Regions from separate parts of the Mus musculus genome. Here region 2 is linked to region 1. Evidence: chromatin contacts called from public HiChIP or PLAC-seq data. All regions are on one chromosome and are shown on one strand. Each heading gives the region's core, a stretch centred on a gene start, on an enhancer-like site or on the middle of the called end of the contact. The rest is flanking DNA. Distances are from core to core; before and after follow the strand shown.

Region 1 (7,809 bases), core at 2,783-5,282:
GTTTGGTTTCGTTTATTGCACTTGAAAGGATGATAACTTTTCAAAATGTATTGTTAGGATAAAAATAACCTATAGAAATACTTACTGCCTTAATTTGCCTTCTGTCATTGTGATAAAACATTTATCCAAAGCGATTTAGGGAGGAAAGAGTTTATTTCATCTTATCTATAACAACTCCCAGGTCACCATCCATCACTGAGAAAAGTCAGGGCAAGAACCCGGAGCAGAAGCCAGGAAAAACCACTGCTCACCTCCTTGCTCTCCTTGGCTTGCTTAGCTTACTGTGTTATACAACTCACAGCCACTTGCCTAGGGGTGGCACCGCTCACCCTCCCATGCCAATCAGCAATCCATAAAATGCCCACAGGCTATCTGATGGAAGCAACTCCTCGGCCGAGAGTCCCTCTTGCCAGGTTACTGTGTTTGTGTCAAGCTGACAAAAACTAACCAGTGAAAATACCCAAAGTGGCCTCCTCAGAGTGTCAACAAGGTTTACTCACTCAATAGATATTCCTCCAAAGGTTCCATCAGAAAGAACTTCAGGGTACGGCATGTGTACTCACCTCCGCTTAGATGATACAGTATATGTTAGCATATTACAGACTATGAGAAATCACAGATTAGGATACTCTAAGCATTTTTTTTTGTTTTATGATTATTGTGTGTGTATGTATAGTGTGTGGCATAGTTAAAAGCTGTGGAGGTCAGAAGACACCCTTTAAGAGTTGGCTTTCACTTTCTGGTGTAGGTCTGGATGATGAATTCAGGCTGTCTGCATTTCCTGTTAAGTGCCTTTAAATAATCCCTCACCCTGCCAAGTTAAAAGGTACAAAGAATGAATTTTATGATTCAGTGAAGTTGCTGACTCAAGTTTATACTCAAGAGCTGTTGATTTTACCTAGAGCTTATGCTCCACACACCCCCAACTCCCCCCTCTTTCTCCTCCTTCCCCCTTTCTCTTCTCTTCTCTTCTCTTCTCTTCTCTTCTCTTCTCTTCTTTTTTCTTCCTTTCCTTTTGCATGGAACTTTTCATTTCAAATTGTTCTTCCTTTCCTTTCAATTTTAGAATAGTTGTATTAGGGGCACAGCCTGAGGCTTCTTCATGGCAGCAACAACCTACAGGAAGATGAAGCAAAGGGGGGTGGGGGAGGGGTAGGGTGGGGGTGGGGTGGGTATAAGTTTAGTGACAGCTGCCAAACAGAATGAACAGAACGCCTACAGGAAGGAGAGGAAGGAGGGTGACAATCTAGATTCAGAGCACTTTTAAAAACACCTGCAGAAGACAATGCTGCAGGATGTCCCCCCACTCTCTCTCTCTCTCTCTCTCTCTCTCTCTCTCTCTCTCTCTCTCTCTCTCCATTCTGTGTGTGTGTGTGTATTTGTATATTCTTAATTAGATAGATCCTCCAGGGAGGAAAAGAAGTAGAAACAGAAGCTGAGCGAGCGATCAGTGGATTTTGCAGACCTTCTGACCCATAGAGGTGGAGTCCAGAAACTGCTTCATGAACAGGAAACTCTTGGTGCTGACCTTGAACAAACTTACTTACCTTCTCGGTGAACAAGCGGTTTTTAACCTACAGGGCTGGACCACCGTAGAGCTCACATATCAGATACCCTGCATAGCAGATATTCACATTACGATTCACAACGGCAGCAAAGTTACAGTTGGGATGTAGCAACGAGATAGCATCATAGTTGAGCGTTGCCATAGCATGAACTGTATTAGAGGGTCCAGCATTAGCGAGGGTGAGTACCACTGCTCTAGAATGTTCGCACGACACTAAAGTGCTACCTACTTTTCCAAAACAAAAGTGACTTTGAGATGCATTCATTAACTAGCAGTAAAGAAGTATAAGAATTTTTTTTAACGAAAATTGGTCAGGAAATAATCCGTAACAAAAGGAGGAAGTAATAATGTCTAACACAGCAGGTGAGGGTTTTCCCTTTTACTGAAAATAGACTTCTCTTTTTGATAGATTTATATCCTGACTATGGTCCCCTAACTCTTTTCACCCCAGCTCTTTTCTACCTTCCATCCTATCCAGATATTCCCTTTCTGTCTTGCTCAAAAACAAACTGGCTTCTAAGGAATAATACAAAAAGAAACAGAACTAACACACCGCAATTGGATGAAACAAACAGAAGAAAAAGAAGCCCAAGAGCTGGCACACAAAACAGAGACAAGCTCATGTGCACACTCAGGGATCCCTTAAAAACACTAAATTTGAAGACATAAATGCATATGCAAAGGACCTGTTGCAGACCCATGCAGGCCTGCACATGCTGCCCCAGTCTCTGTGAGGTCATGTGAGCTTTGATCTTGTTGACTTGGAAGGCCTTGTTTTCTTGGTCTTGTCCATCCCCTCTGGGTCTCAGACTCTTCCTGCCTCCTCCTCTTGGGGTTCCCTGAGCACTGAGGGGAGGGATTTGATGGAGACATCTCATTTAGGGCTGAGTGTTCCAGTATCTTTCTCTCTCTGAATAATATTTGGCTGTGGATCTCCGTATTAGGAGTTATTTTATTATAATGTATGTGTTGTTTGTTTGTTTTTATAACATACATATTTGTTTTTTTCCCTAGGTCCCTGGGCTATCTAGTCTCAGGTTCTTGGGTAGCGTCAGGTTTATGTTCTATCTTGTGGAGTGGGGCTAAAGTCAAATCCAGTATTGATGGGTTGCTCCCACAAACTTTGTGCCACTATATGCACTAGCTCATCTCTCTAGCAGGACACCATCATAGATCAAAGGCTTTGGGGTAGAGGTGAGGTTTACCTTTCTCCTTTAGTAGCATGCAGAATATCTTCCAGTACCAAAGATGTTGGCATGTAGGGATGAAGGCTCTATGTAGGCACTTTCTTCTTGCTCTCAACTTCTCTATATTCAATGAGTTGTGTGGGTCTCAGTTTGTGGGGAGCAATCTATAGTCTTGGCAACAGGCTGCATTGTTTGGGGACTCCCATGCAACTCTTTTTGGCCAACGATTCAATTAGATGCAACCCCATCCAGGAAAGGAAAACTTCATTTGATGACAAGAGATGTTCACTTGTGGCTCTGTCTCCCCCCATTATTTGGCTATAGATCACCTTCATGTATGCTTATACTTTAGGAAGACTCTGCTAGGTTTCCATACCTCTCAAATGCCCTTTAATTTTAGCTGTCTCTCCCTGTATTCCCATTCATCGTCTTCCTTTCCCCTCCCCCACTTGATCTTCCCATCATAACTACCTATTTTATTCCTCTTCCTTAATAAGATCTTTCTGTCCCCTCCCCTAGTCCCTTACTCTATATCTAACCCCCGTGGTTCTAAAGATTCTGGCTTGGTCCCTGAGTTAACTGCTGTGTTATTTGTCATAGTCATTTACCTTCATTCTCCATTTGGGAAACGAAGCCAGGGACATTCCCCTCATCAGGATCCCAAAGCCTATTATCTCTACCTCTGCTGTGGTGATTGTCACTTCATGTATCATATATGAGCTCTGTGGAGGGACCTCCCTCATCAGAATCCTAGGGTGTGTACCTCCTCTGTGGTAATTACCATTCAGAGGCCCCAGAAGCCCCAGCAGACCTGTCACTGACAAAATATTGAAAGTGAAGGCAAAATGGTCTTTGTCTCCAGCAATCAGCCAAAGTCCAATTCAATACAGAGTTCAGAATTCCTTCCAGGGTGAGCAGCAGGCAGAAAAAAAAATCTCACTTGACCTGAGGGTGTGACTGTGGAAGCGCCCAGGATGGGGAATGCCCATTTATGCAATCAAGCCCTGCTTGGGCCCCCTCCTCCCCCGCCCCCCACCCCCACCCCGCTCAGGCCGCCTGTGCAGTGGTGAGTCAGTGGGTTTCCCCGGGAGACCAGCAGAACTTTCTCGCAACCCTTGGGGCTTTACGAAGATTGTGTTTGGTCCCTCAAAAGAAAAAAAGTGACATACACGTGTTCAAAGCGATTTCTGGGAAGACCTGAATAGGAGCGAAGCGGTTTGTGCGTGCCAGGGGGCGGGCCTAGGCAAAGTACATACCCACAGGCAGTCTAGAGCTGGTGGGTGGGGCCGCAGGCTGCCCACACAGGCCGCCCGCTGTTTTCCCTTGCTGCAGACATGCTGTGGATCTGGGCTGTCCTGCCTCTGGTAAGCTTTGGGACGCCTGGGATGTGGGACGCTGCATACTGGGGACCACCACATGAGATTCCAGATGTGGCTGGCATTGGGTGCCACCGGTCCAGATGTTTAGAAACGCAGGGGAGCTGCTTTCGCTCTTGGCTAAGTGCTCAGGGCTGAAGCCCAAGTCCAGCGTTTTTCTGGAAAAAGTTTGGGTCGGGGCGGGGGGCGGGGGCGACGGTCAGAGCTTGGTGCTGGCCAGCTCTTGGATCGATCGCTTTAGTATGGCTGGAGAGGGACTCTGGCTTATAGACTTGCCCAGACACTTTTCTAGTGCCACTTTAGGGCACTAGAAAAGTTCGCTCCGAGGCTCCCTGGCATTTGACACTTCTGACAGTTCGCTCAACCGGGAAGTGAGTTACTCTGGGCTGTATTTACAAGCCAAGCATTAGATCATAAAATTTCTCAAAGTAACTTTGTCTGCGAAGATTTGTTTACTCTCCTGTAACAACACGGGAAACAAAAAAAACCTTCCCTTCCGGGAATTGAGCTGTCAAATTGTGGATGGCTGAACTGGTGGATATTTTTATATTGTTTGTACTGTTTCTTCTGTTACCCTCTTTCTGCTGGCACTCTCACAGCAGATTTGTCCCAGTAACCCTAGGGCTCTGAGTCCCAGCTCCTCCTTGTCTGCTGCAGGCACAGAAGTAAGAACTCTCCAGCATTCGGTCTCTTCAGAAATGCCTGTTAATAAATGCCAGTCCGAGGGATTCGACCCTCCGAGGTTCAATCCAGTTCTGAATTTAGAAAGATTGCTTTATCAGGTCCCTAAAAATTTGCCGGGCACAAGGATCTCAAATCGGTTTTCACAGCAGTGGTAGAAGGGAGGAAGACAACCTCTCCTTACTTTTACAAGGTTAAAAGAGGTTCCGAGAGCTTAAGCATTTAACAGAGGTCACACAGCTAGCAAATGACAGTGCCGGGCTTCAGTTGAGATCTAACTCCAAGGGGCATGTACATACACACACACACACACACACACACACACACACACACACTACTGCCCCATGGTATGGTTAAGAGAAAGGTTTTTATTGTGGATATAAAAGAGAAAATGGCCAGAGGCATCTGGAAGAGCCCAGAACATAGAGAGAAAGAAGTAAACTGAACATGGCCAGCAGACTCGACCAGGGCTATCTGAGAGAGAGAGAGAGAGAGAGAGAGAGAGAGAGAGAGAGAGAGAGAGAGAGAGAGAGAGATGGAGCAGAGGCTAGAGAATAGAGAAAACCGAGCGAGAGAAGCAGGCGCCGAGGTGAGAGAACAGAGTGAGAAGAGCAGAGCAGGTTTTTAGGTTAAATGAGTCGCTAGTGGATGGGAAGCCCAGGAGCTGGAGGGAGCTTGAGTAGGGGTGGCAGTGAGCAGGACTAGGATGCTAGCATGCACTTTGAAATGTGCAACAGGCACTTGTGGTCCAAGTATGTGCTTTGATGTGCTGGTTAATAGGCACTACAGGTAGTCTCCTATGTCCCATCTGCCAGAGGTAAGGGAAATGACTTTCCAATGGATCAGAGGAGGCACATTTAGTCAAATCCTTAATACAAGCAAACCAGATAATCTGACAACATGGTGCAGAGACTGTTTGCTTGGCAGGGCATGTACAAACATGTCATCTTGAAGGGTTTTTTTTTCCTAGCGATTCTTTTCCACAACCTGATTTACTGACCTCCATCCCTACCCTAGATCCATATTGTTCTTCCCCTAGAAGGGACAGCCTGCAGGTGAGGAATATTCTGAATGGGAAGAGCCCATGGTTAGAGATAGGAGCAAGCTCTAAGAGCAAACTGAGAGAGAGAGAGAGAGAGAGAGAGAGAGAGAGAGAGAGAGAGAGAGCAGGCAGGGAGACATCCTTTAGAAGCACAGTCATGGGGAGTGGAAGAGGCTTAGGGAAACACCATCAGAGAGAGGAATCTAATCTCTTAGAGGCCCAGGGGTGCATACAGAAATGCCTGATGTACCTGCAGGTCTCAAAGAGCAGGTTCCAGTGAGACACCAAGAGGGATAGATACAAGCAAGCATCTCCTAGGGGAAGGAGAAGAGAGACAAGCAGTTAGACAGCCTTAGAGACACAGTAAGCTTCAGGAGGGAGCTACCTGAGAGACAGACCTAAGGAGGCAGCTGGAAGCAGAGAGAGGAAATGGACAAGCGAGACAGAGCAAGCTCCAGGGTGGAGCTCAGAACATGGGAGGGAGAACAGGGTGAGAGAGGAAATCAGCAAGTCTCTTGGTGACAAGAATTTCAATTCTGGACATCCGCAAGTGGTCAGGGTGTCCCCAAGTGGGCCAAGACACTTGTCAGAGAGAAATGTCCAAAATCACAAAGGATAGGCATCTCTTTCATGTAATGGGGTCCCAGTAGGGAGAGAGAAGCTGTCTGATAAACCAGCATGACTTCTGTAGCAACAGACAGAGAAGGAGGCTTCAAGGAGGAAATAGGTAGAAGTAAAAAGCCGCTGAAGAAGCGGGGCTCTAAAATTTGGAGTTGGACCTGGTAAGTGTCAGAAACCAGAAGAAACAAGTATTCTATACCTTAGAAGAGTCAAGTCAGAAGCTTGGTTTGCTTAGGAGAAGCTGAGCCCCTTGTTGGGCACCAGCTATATAAACTGTGACATGACTTAACCACTCTACGTGTGGTGAAGGGGGAGGTCTTTATTGTGGATATGAGAGAAAGAAGAGCCAGAGGCATCCGAAAGAGTGAAAACCAGAGAGAAAGAAATAGACTTAACATGGCCAGGAGTCTGGGCCTGGTCATAAATATTTGCTAAAAAGGACAATAGTGGGGGATGGGGACAGAGAAATCAGTGAGAGAAGCAGGGGTGGGGTGGGGCTCAGTGAGAAGAGCTGGGTTAGGAGCCCTATGAGTGACTGATGGGGAGGGAAGCCCATGAGCTGAGGGCAGTTTAGGAGAGGGGAGGTGGTGAGAAGGGCTAGGATGCTGGCTAGCATGAACTTTGAAATGTGTAACAAGTACTTGTGATACCAGCATACACTTTGACATACTGACCCTTCTGCCAGAGATAAGGGCAATGGACTCCTTTGGCTGGCTTTTATCTAATTTCCAGAAATCCTATAGGCCAGGTAGAGCTCATTTCTAGACAGTTGGACAGCTGAACGGTCTTTTGGAGTTTGGGGGGGAATTGGAGTTTCTTTTGGGCACAGCAGTTTGCTGATTTGCATCTGATATCTAGAATATACCAAGAGTTTGGAATGGTAAAGGCTCTTATACTTGGTACCTTATGAAGGGGTGGAAAAAAATTCCTTTTGGTTCTTTAAGAAGCGATTCATAATATTTGTCCTTCAGAAATGTCTTTAGGAAATTTTGAGACTCTCCTCAGTGCAAAGTTCCTAGTCCCCACTCCTTCACTGTAGTATGGGTGGCCTGGAAAAGCTCTCAGCTCTTAGAGTAACATTAATGAAGTAACAGGAGGCAAAAGGCCTGGAGCTATGCTCAGCTTAGGGGTAGCTGTGTCTTTACCACAGGATGTGTGCCTCAAGCACCCAGGAAACAGCCTTTCTAAAAGAAGACACACTCATACATGCATGCACATGTAAAGTTTACACACATACTAGTACATAAATGTTAAAATTAAGTATAATTTGTTATATTTATGATTTATGGCCTAGGAAATTAAAGTTTACTAGACAGTATTATAAAGTCAGACAAG
Region 2 (7,823 bases), core at 1,984-4,483, 140 kb before region 1:
TCATTTTCCTTCTGATTGGTTTTACCAGGGAGCACAGTCTGGCCCAATGGTGCCTCCCTGCCTCAGCCTTCTGAGAGCTGGTATTATTCTAAGTTATCTAAGGGGATCCCCTTGCCTCTTTCTTTTCCTCCTATCACTACCTAGATCATCCTCATCCACACACCCCTTGTCTCTATTATTGCACCCTTCCACTTACTGCAACTTCTCCCTGTCCTATCATCCCAGTACCAACCACTATGCCTACTATTTTGTTATTTTCCTTCTTGTCTACACCCACACTAAGGAGCATCTTGGTGCACACAATATTGTCGGTGTTCCTTTACTCCCTAAAATTACAAGAGCTCAATAAGTAAACATTTTTTAAGAATTACTGTATTTTAATAATGGGCCTATTGTAGATTCTCAGTGTTTTGGCTAAGACCAAGCATAACACTGGGCCTACTGCAGCAGCTCTTTGTAGGCAATATCCTGCTCACAGAGTAGTGCCAAGGACTGACTCTGGTGCCTGAAACATAAGGCCTACCTACTGAGCTAGAGGCATAGTCGAGTATAGAAAAATAGTAATTCAGCCTATGACAATAGATTTCTTTCTTGAACATTGCAAGCACTTCCAGTAAAAAGATTAAAGATGATTAAAAAAAAACAAAAACACCCAGCAACCTAACTCAGCATGCAAAAATCTCAATTCAAAAACACAAGAAACATGGAGAACCAAAGCAAGATGTCTTTCAAAAGCTTCTAATCCCACAGTAATAGTCTCTATGATAATGAAGTAGATGAAATCTCAGCCAAAGGGAGAAGTGACTCAATGGATTTGTCCTCCAATCTCCACGCCTGATCCCTGACACATAGGTCCCTACACACACACACACACACACATACACACAAATTATATTATTATTATTATTTTAATTAATGAAATAAAAAAGAACAATAGAAAGAACTGATAAAACAAGAATTAATGTTTTGAAAAAATAAACAATATTGACAAACCCTAAGCTTCTCTCAGTGATGTTCTATAATGTAGACCAAATAAACTCTTTCCTTCCCAAGCTCTTTTTGTCAGCGTTTATCACAGCAACAGAAAACCAAACTAAAATAATAAATACTACAATAGATGCCATTGAAATTTGGAAAATCATCAGGATATAAGCATATTGTATTCTACTTATGTGGGAAAATCTAAAAGAAACATGAATTTCTGTATGCATATCAATATAAACCAAGATGAAATAAACAATTGATTTATAATAAGCAATGAGCTTGAAGCAGTAATAAAAATAAAAAAAATCTCTAGACCAAAAAAGACTTGGTCAAAATGGATACACTTCTGAATTCTATCAAACTTTACGAAGAACAAAAGCCAATGCTTTTCAGATTAGTCTCTAAAATACAAAGGAAATGCCAAGATATTTTTAAAGAAACAAGCATTAGAATAGTAATTAGACCAGATAATGACACAAGAAAAAGATAATTATAGATCAATCTTGCCAATGACCATAGATACAGAAGTCCTCAATAAAATATTTTTATTGCCCACACAAGAACACAAGAAGACATCCACCATAATCAACTTGCATTCATTTCAGAGATGGCTCAATATACAAAATTAATAAATAAGCCTAAACTCAGGAATCACATGGCTACCTCAATGGATCAAGAAAAGACTTTTGACAAAATCCAGGATATCTGCATAGTCAAAAATTCAAACAGAACTATAAACAGAAAGACTATTCAACACAATAACGTCTTCAAGCCACAAAACTATGCCCAACATTATCCTAAACTGAAATCAGGTATAGGACAAGGGTGTGTCCACTCTTTCCACTCTTATTCTGTAATGCTTGAAATCTTGGGTAGAGTAGTAAAACAAAAGAGGCAACAAAAGGAATCTAGACAGAAAAGGAACAAGTCAAGGTATCTTATTTGCGAGTGATATGATTCCATTTTGTAAGAGATTCTAAAGACTTCAACATAAAACTCTCATCTCTGAGAAAGACATTCATTTCAGCAACATAGCAGAGTAGAAAAGTAACTTACAAAAGTCAGTAGTCTTCCTATGAATCAATGACAAATGTGAGAAAAATATCAAAAAAATCTCAATTGCCTAATATATATATTTGGATAACCCTCACAAAGACCACCCTGGACAGGTAGTGAAAAATCAAACATATATTCTGTACCACTTGGATAATCATTAGTCCTGCCTTTGTTCTGTGAAATTTATGTAAATAAAGAAACACCTGGTTGCTAGTCAGTCAGTCAGAGCAGCAGATATGGCCAGCAATTCAGCTGCAAGATTCCCCCTGCCTGACCATCACCTCCCTTCCTCCCCTCCACAACTCTGACTCCTTATCTCCTCTGTGAGCCACCCAGTCAACAAAGACTCTAGCTCTCCTCTCTGCCAGGAAAAGACCCTGGAACACAACCATGTTTACTGCAGCACACTGCACCATGCCTAGGTCATACAACCAAATGAAATGCTCATCACCAGAGGAATAGATGAACTAAGTATGGTATACATGTATGATGGACTGTTTTAGGCACAAAGGAAAATAAAGTCACATCATTCATAGGAAAATGGGTACAACTGGAGACAGTCAGTGGAAGTAAACTGTCAGTCACAGAGAAATATCTCATTTTCTCTCCTTTGTGGATCATTTTTTATAAAGATACATGCAATCATGTATAAATATTTGAGTTGGAATTAAAAGTAAAACTGTCTCGGGAAACAGGGGAGACTAACAGGAAAGGAGAGATCGGAGGTGAGGAGGTGTATGGGGTATATAAGGAGAGGGTAAGGATGTATATGGGATATATAAGGAGAATGTAAGGAGGTATATGAGGTATACAGGCAGTAGGTAAGAAGGTATTTGGGATATATAAGGAGAAGGTAAAGAGATATATGGGGTATATAAGGTAAGGAAGTAAGGGAGAATATGTTAGAAGTATACAACAGACTTGGGTGAAAATGCTCTCATGTAACCCAGCACACAGTACATGAACACACACCAGTGAAAAACATTATTAAAAAATGCAACCCTATATCAAAACAACAGGTAAGAATGTAAATAATGGCAAGCACCATGTTTTCTTTCCCCCATTATTTCTGTAATGAAATAATGAAGAGAGAAAGAAGACGGGTTAGAGAAAGCAGAACAGAAAAAGGAGAAGCTGCCTACAGCCAACAGAGTGGACGGTCTTCTTTCTCAGAGGCACAATGATGTCATCACCAAACATCCCTGCTCGTTGAAATGCTATTTTTATGATTTTAGTCTAGCAAAATGCCCTTGGGTTATATAAGGCAAAGCAGGCAAAAAAATTGTCTATATTAGAAGCTATAAGAAAGAAAAGCGACATCAGTTGAGCAATTTAAGGAGATGCTTCACAGTTGCACTCGCTCCCTCTGTTCAGGGCATATTTGGTGTATATTCCCCCATACCTCCTTACATTCTGCTGTTTCTCATCTCCAAGTAGTCATGTCACAGCCTCCCTTTGTTCTGTTTCTTTGATTACTGTGGTATATGTATTAATTCATTCATTTGTCTGTTTAACTTATTTTATTTATTCTTCTTTTGGCAAACATCAGATTATAAGAGAAACTACATAGCTCATTATAGTTGCACATTCTTTTGTTAAACATCACACAAGTTTTGAATGTATCTACGTGAATAAAATTTTTAGCTAAAGGCATATTCCAAGTTAGGCCTGTAGAAATGTCACACTTGAAACAATGCCATTTGCATTAGACCATCATCTCACAGCAAACTCACCAAGTTTTTGAGGTTGACATCAGCATTTCTCCTTAAAAGGAAGGAGACAATTCTCAGGTGGCCCCGCCTGCAGGCACAGATGAGGGGAGTATCGCCATTGAAGCTATCTTGAACATCCACATAATGGTTGCTTTCTTTTGCCCACCGCCACACTTGCCCCAAGTCGTTCTGGTAGGCTGCCTGGCAGATGGGCTGAGTCAAGAGAAGAAGAACAGTTCTTGAAATACAGGCACGAACCATTAAGAAGAAAACATTACCCTAAGTCTATATTTTCCAAAATTGCTTGCAACATGAAATAGGCAAAAGGTCATGTGGATGCATGAGTAATCAAATGGATGAAGTACTATGAACTACATCCACTATGGAAATTTTACATCATGGCAGGGAATTAAGTAGAGATTACCAGAAAGAGTAGAATCTCGGTAGAGTAGAATTGTGCATTAGGGAAGGAAAGACTTTAGGGCAGCCATGGGTAATCAAAAACCCATGTGACTTCCTCTGAGGTGGGTTAAGGCACTTGCCACCAAACTTGATCACCTGAGTTCTAACCTAGGAACCCACAAGGAAGAAGTAGAGGATCAACTTCTGTAAGTTGTCCACTGACCTCCACACCTGCACTATAGCACGGGCACATGTGAGCACGCGCGCGCGCGCGCACACACACACACACACACACACACACACACACACACACACACTGTGATGGTTTGTATATTCTTGGACCAGAGAGTGGCACCATTTGGAGGTGTGGCCTTGTTGGAATAGGTGTGACCAGGTTGGGGTAGGTGTGCCACTGTGGTCTTAAGATCTTCATTCTAGTTGCCTGGAAGTCAGTCTTCCACTAGCAGCCTTTGGATGAAGACAGAAAACTCTCAGCTCTGCCTGCGCCATGCCTGCCTGGATGCTGCCATGCTCCCACCTTGATGATAATGGACTGAACCTCTGAACCTGTAAGCCAGTCCCAATTAAATGTTCTTTTTTATAAGACTTGCCTTGGTCATGGTGTCTGTTCACAGCAGTAAAACCCTGACTAATACACACACACACACACACATGCACATATGCACACGCAAATATAAAAATGCAGATTACCACAGGGTCCCTCCTGGGGACTTCTAGGCCCTGGTTTCATCTTGGGCTGTATCATTGACTCCTCGGGTTTGCTTTTGTTTGCTGGTGTCCAATTCCTTGAACTTAGCTGCCCTTGGTCCTCCAGGCTCTGTAGCCTACACGTTGCCTTGCGGGATTTTCAGCCTCTAACTGTGTAAACTAATCTAATAAAAAAAATTCCTCTTTAAAGTTATGGATGCATTCTCTTTTTTTCTGTGCTTCTAGAAGACTGGGTTTGCTGTGACGAGCCGGGAGTAGGTCATCTTAAAGCTGAATTGAAGGGAATCTGGGAAGCTGTAACATGACATGGCTCTTCTCCCCAATTCCCTCTACCTTGTTAAACCCATTAGATTACAGTCTTAAAGTTAACCATCAAGGTCTATTCCCTTATTTGGCTACTTCTTCCTCCTGAGGTCCAGCTATCATTAAGAATTGAAGTCCAGCAATCAAAAGCCCCTGTTGGCTCACCTAATTAACAAGCCCAATTAAAATTAAACACTTCATCCTAACATGGGGTTTCCCCCTTTACCTTTATAAACTGCTCTTTGCCTATGGGCCACATCTGGCTCCTCTCTATCCTGAGGCAGTCCTTTGACCTCCAGGGACAAATACTTCTTCTCCGTCTCCCTTGTTCCCTTCTCCCTCATCCTCTATCTCCTGGCTCTGTCTCTTATCCCCTGCCCTTTTTCTCTCTGGGTTTAATGAATCTGCTTTGTGTTAAGAACATGGCCTTGGCGTGTCCGGCACTGATACTTTTCCTTTCATATATTCTCTTGTTCAATTTTTAAACCATTTTAATTCGCCTTCTTGCTTCTCTTTGAATTATTATAGATTTCATGATGCTGGACCACGTTCCCTACAGAACACCAGATAACTGGTGATTAGCGGCAGTTGTTTCCAGTTCTCCGTAGCTGTTTGAAAGGATTAGGATTAGGATGTGCAGCCCTTTTGTAGTAGGCATTATGGGAATTTGATAACCAGCCCTAACTTGATGGCACTAGGCTTATTCCCTGCTCCATCTCAGTCTATTAGTGACATTCCCTCCAGAGTACCAAGAGAACTTATATAATTTACTCACAACATTGCTCCCCTGTGAGAGCTAAAGAAACTTAATATGGTACCAGGCATCCCTTAAAGGCTGTTGACCTTGGCCCAGGAGTGCACTTCCCTCCAATCCCAGCTCTTGGGAGGCAGAGGCAGGTGGATCTCTGAGTTCTTGGCCAACCTGGTCTACATAGTGAGTTCCAAGACAGCCAGGGATAAGCAGAGAAACCCTGTCTTGAAAAACAAAGAAGAGGAGGAGGATGAAAAAGAAAAGGAAAAAGAATAAAATAATGAGACAATAGTGTTTCTGCAGTGAGGTATTTAGCAGAGGGGAGGTGGGGAACACATCCCAACTGAGCTCTCTCCATAAATGAGCCTTCCATGGCTGAACTTCCGGTTTCAGCTTGTTTCCCACCAAGCCATAGGCATTTTATACCATGAGATAAACAACAGTATCCTCTGCTGGTCACAAAGTTTCAGCCTTGAGCTTTTTTGACATTCTTCTTTCTTTCATTAACAGAGCCAGCTGGGCCAAACTGTGCCCGGACAAGGGGTCTTGGAAGAACACTTAGAGACAAACAGGATTGTGACTCAAATATGGGAGGGGCAATTCCACTTCCAGGGCCAGCTCCTCAATGAACTTAAATAGCATAGGATAATTTACCAGGATAATGTATGCCACACTCAAGTGGAACCCAAAAGATTTCCTGCTGTTTTGCACTGTTTCCAGTAGGGGGCAGATCAGTGTCAGAAAAGCACACAGGAAGCAGAATTCTACCAGCATGTGAGGGTGGTTACAGCTTTAAGCAACTTGTTATATATTTTATAAATAAGTAGACAATAGGGATTCCAAGGTTCCCCACATAATGAAATGATACATATTTAATAGAAACCTGATTTGGTCACCATACATTGCACACAAGTCAAATTATCCCACTGTACTTCTTAAGTATACAGTTTGCTATGTTAGATAAAAAATTAAAATTACAACGAAAATTGCTGACAAAGTGGAAAGTAACAAGAAGACAGAAGTACCCATTTGAGCAGAAAGAAAAGCTGTTCAATGTTATTAAAGTTCCTGCAACCTCAAGGCATTTTAGCTTAGAGTAACCCCACCTGAAAAAATGACTTCTAAAACTCTAAAATTCCCCTGTATGCCCAGCACCAACTCTCTGCTGTCCTCAGGACTCACACCCCAGTTCATTACTCTCTACAGGTGACTGTGTTATCCCCGTCTCGCCTGTCCAGCCTCCACATCACCCCCCCCCCCCAACACACACACCTAAGCTGCACGTGGAACAATGGAGCCCTCGGTGGATACTGACCCTCAGTCTCAGACCTTTTCCTTTCCAAACAGTGAGCAAATACATTATTAATTATTGATCTGTGATTGTCACAGCACCTAAAAACACAACACCAATTATTGTTGTCTATGCTTTCTTGTCGTATTGCAGCATCTAGCATAGTGTGGGACCCAATAAGCATTCAACATGTTCTTTGTGAGTAAATGAATCAATGAATGAATTCTAAAAAGAACAAACACATATTGGATATCTCAACTATTCCTGAGGTCCTCAAAACAGCCCTATAAGGTAGGGTTTTTCTACTCACTCAGCACAGGTAAAAGGAGGAGAGATTGTCTCCTTATCCAAAGTTGCATAGCTCAGAAGTGATAGGGACATGACCTAAGCTATGAAGCACAGCTGACACACATTCTCTCTCTCTCTCTCTCTCTCTCTCTCTCTCTCTCTCTCTCTCTCTCTCTCTCTCTCTCTCTCCCTCTCTCTCCCCTCTTCCTCCCCCCTCCACTTTCCCTCCCCATCCCCCCTCCTTCTCACCTCTTCCCCTCTCCTCCTCCCCTTCCTTCTCCCCTCCTCTCTCCCTTCTCCTTCTCCC

The links. HiChIP or PLAC-seq counts read pairs in DNA pulled down with a chosen protein or histone mark.
Region 2: a contact with region 1 is called in an H3K4me3 HiChIP or PLAC-seq map of bone marrow-derived macrophages, with 3 times the contacts expected there. The contact joins the enhancer-like site here to the promoter of Fas in region 1. A contact is called at or near these places in 3 of 39 promoter capture datasets (the C10 cell line and pre-B cells), 1 of 15 datasets of contacts at CTCF or cohesin (the NIH/3T3 cell line), 1 of 484 Hi-C or Micro-C datasets (uterus), 4 of 115 datasets of contacts at active chromatin or transcription factors (CD8 T cells, bone marrow-derived dendritic cells, bone marrow-derived macrophages and 1 more) and 3 of 9 other capture datasets (adipose tissue, liver and pancreatic islet).

What each region holds. Positions count from the first base shown.
Region 1 is chr19:34,286,627-34,294,435 of GRCm38.p6, forward strand. It overlaps Fas (Fas (TNF receptor superfamily member 6)), which reads left to right and starts at 4,033. Exons shown (of 9, transcript NM_007987.2): 1 at 4,033-4,118. The coding sequence starts at 4,089.
Region 2 is chr19:34,145,443-34,153,265 of GRCm38.p6, forward strand. It overlaps Ankrd22 (ankyrin repeat domain 22), which reads right to left. Exons shown (of 6, transcript NM_024204.6): 2 at 3,774-3,965. Among named protein-coding and RNA genes, the nearest start is that of Ankrd22, 17 kb to the right of the region's middle. Within about 2 kb of position 3,234, at least 6 of the 459 cell types and tissues checked have an H3K27ac peak or open chromatin away from gene starts, as enhancers often do. A contact at or near this core is called in bone marrow-derived macrophages, where this site is marked.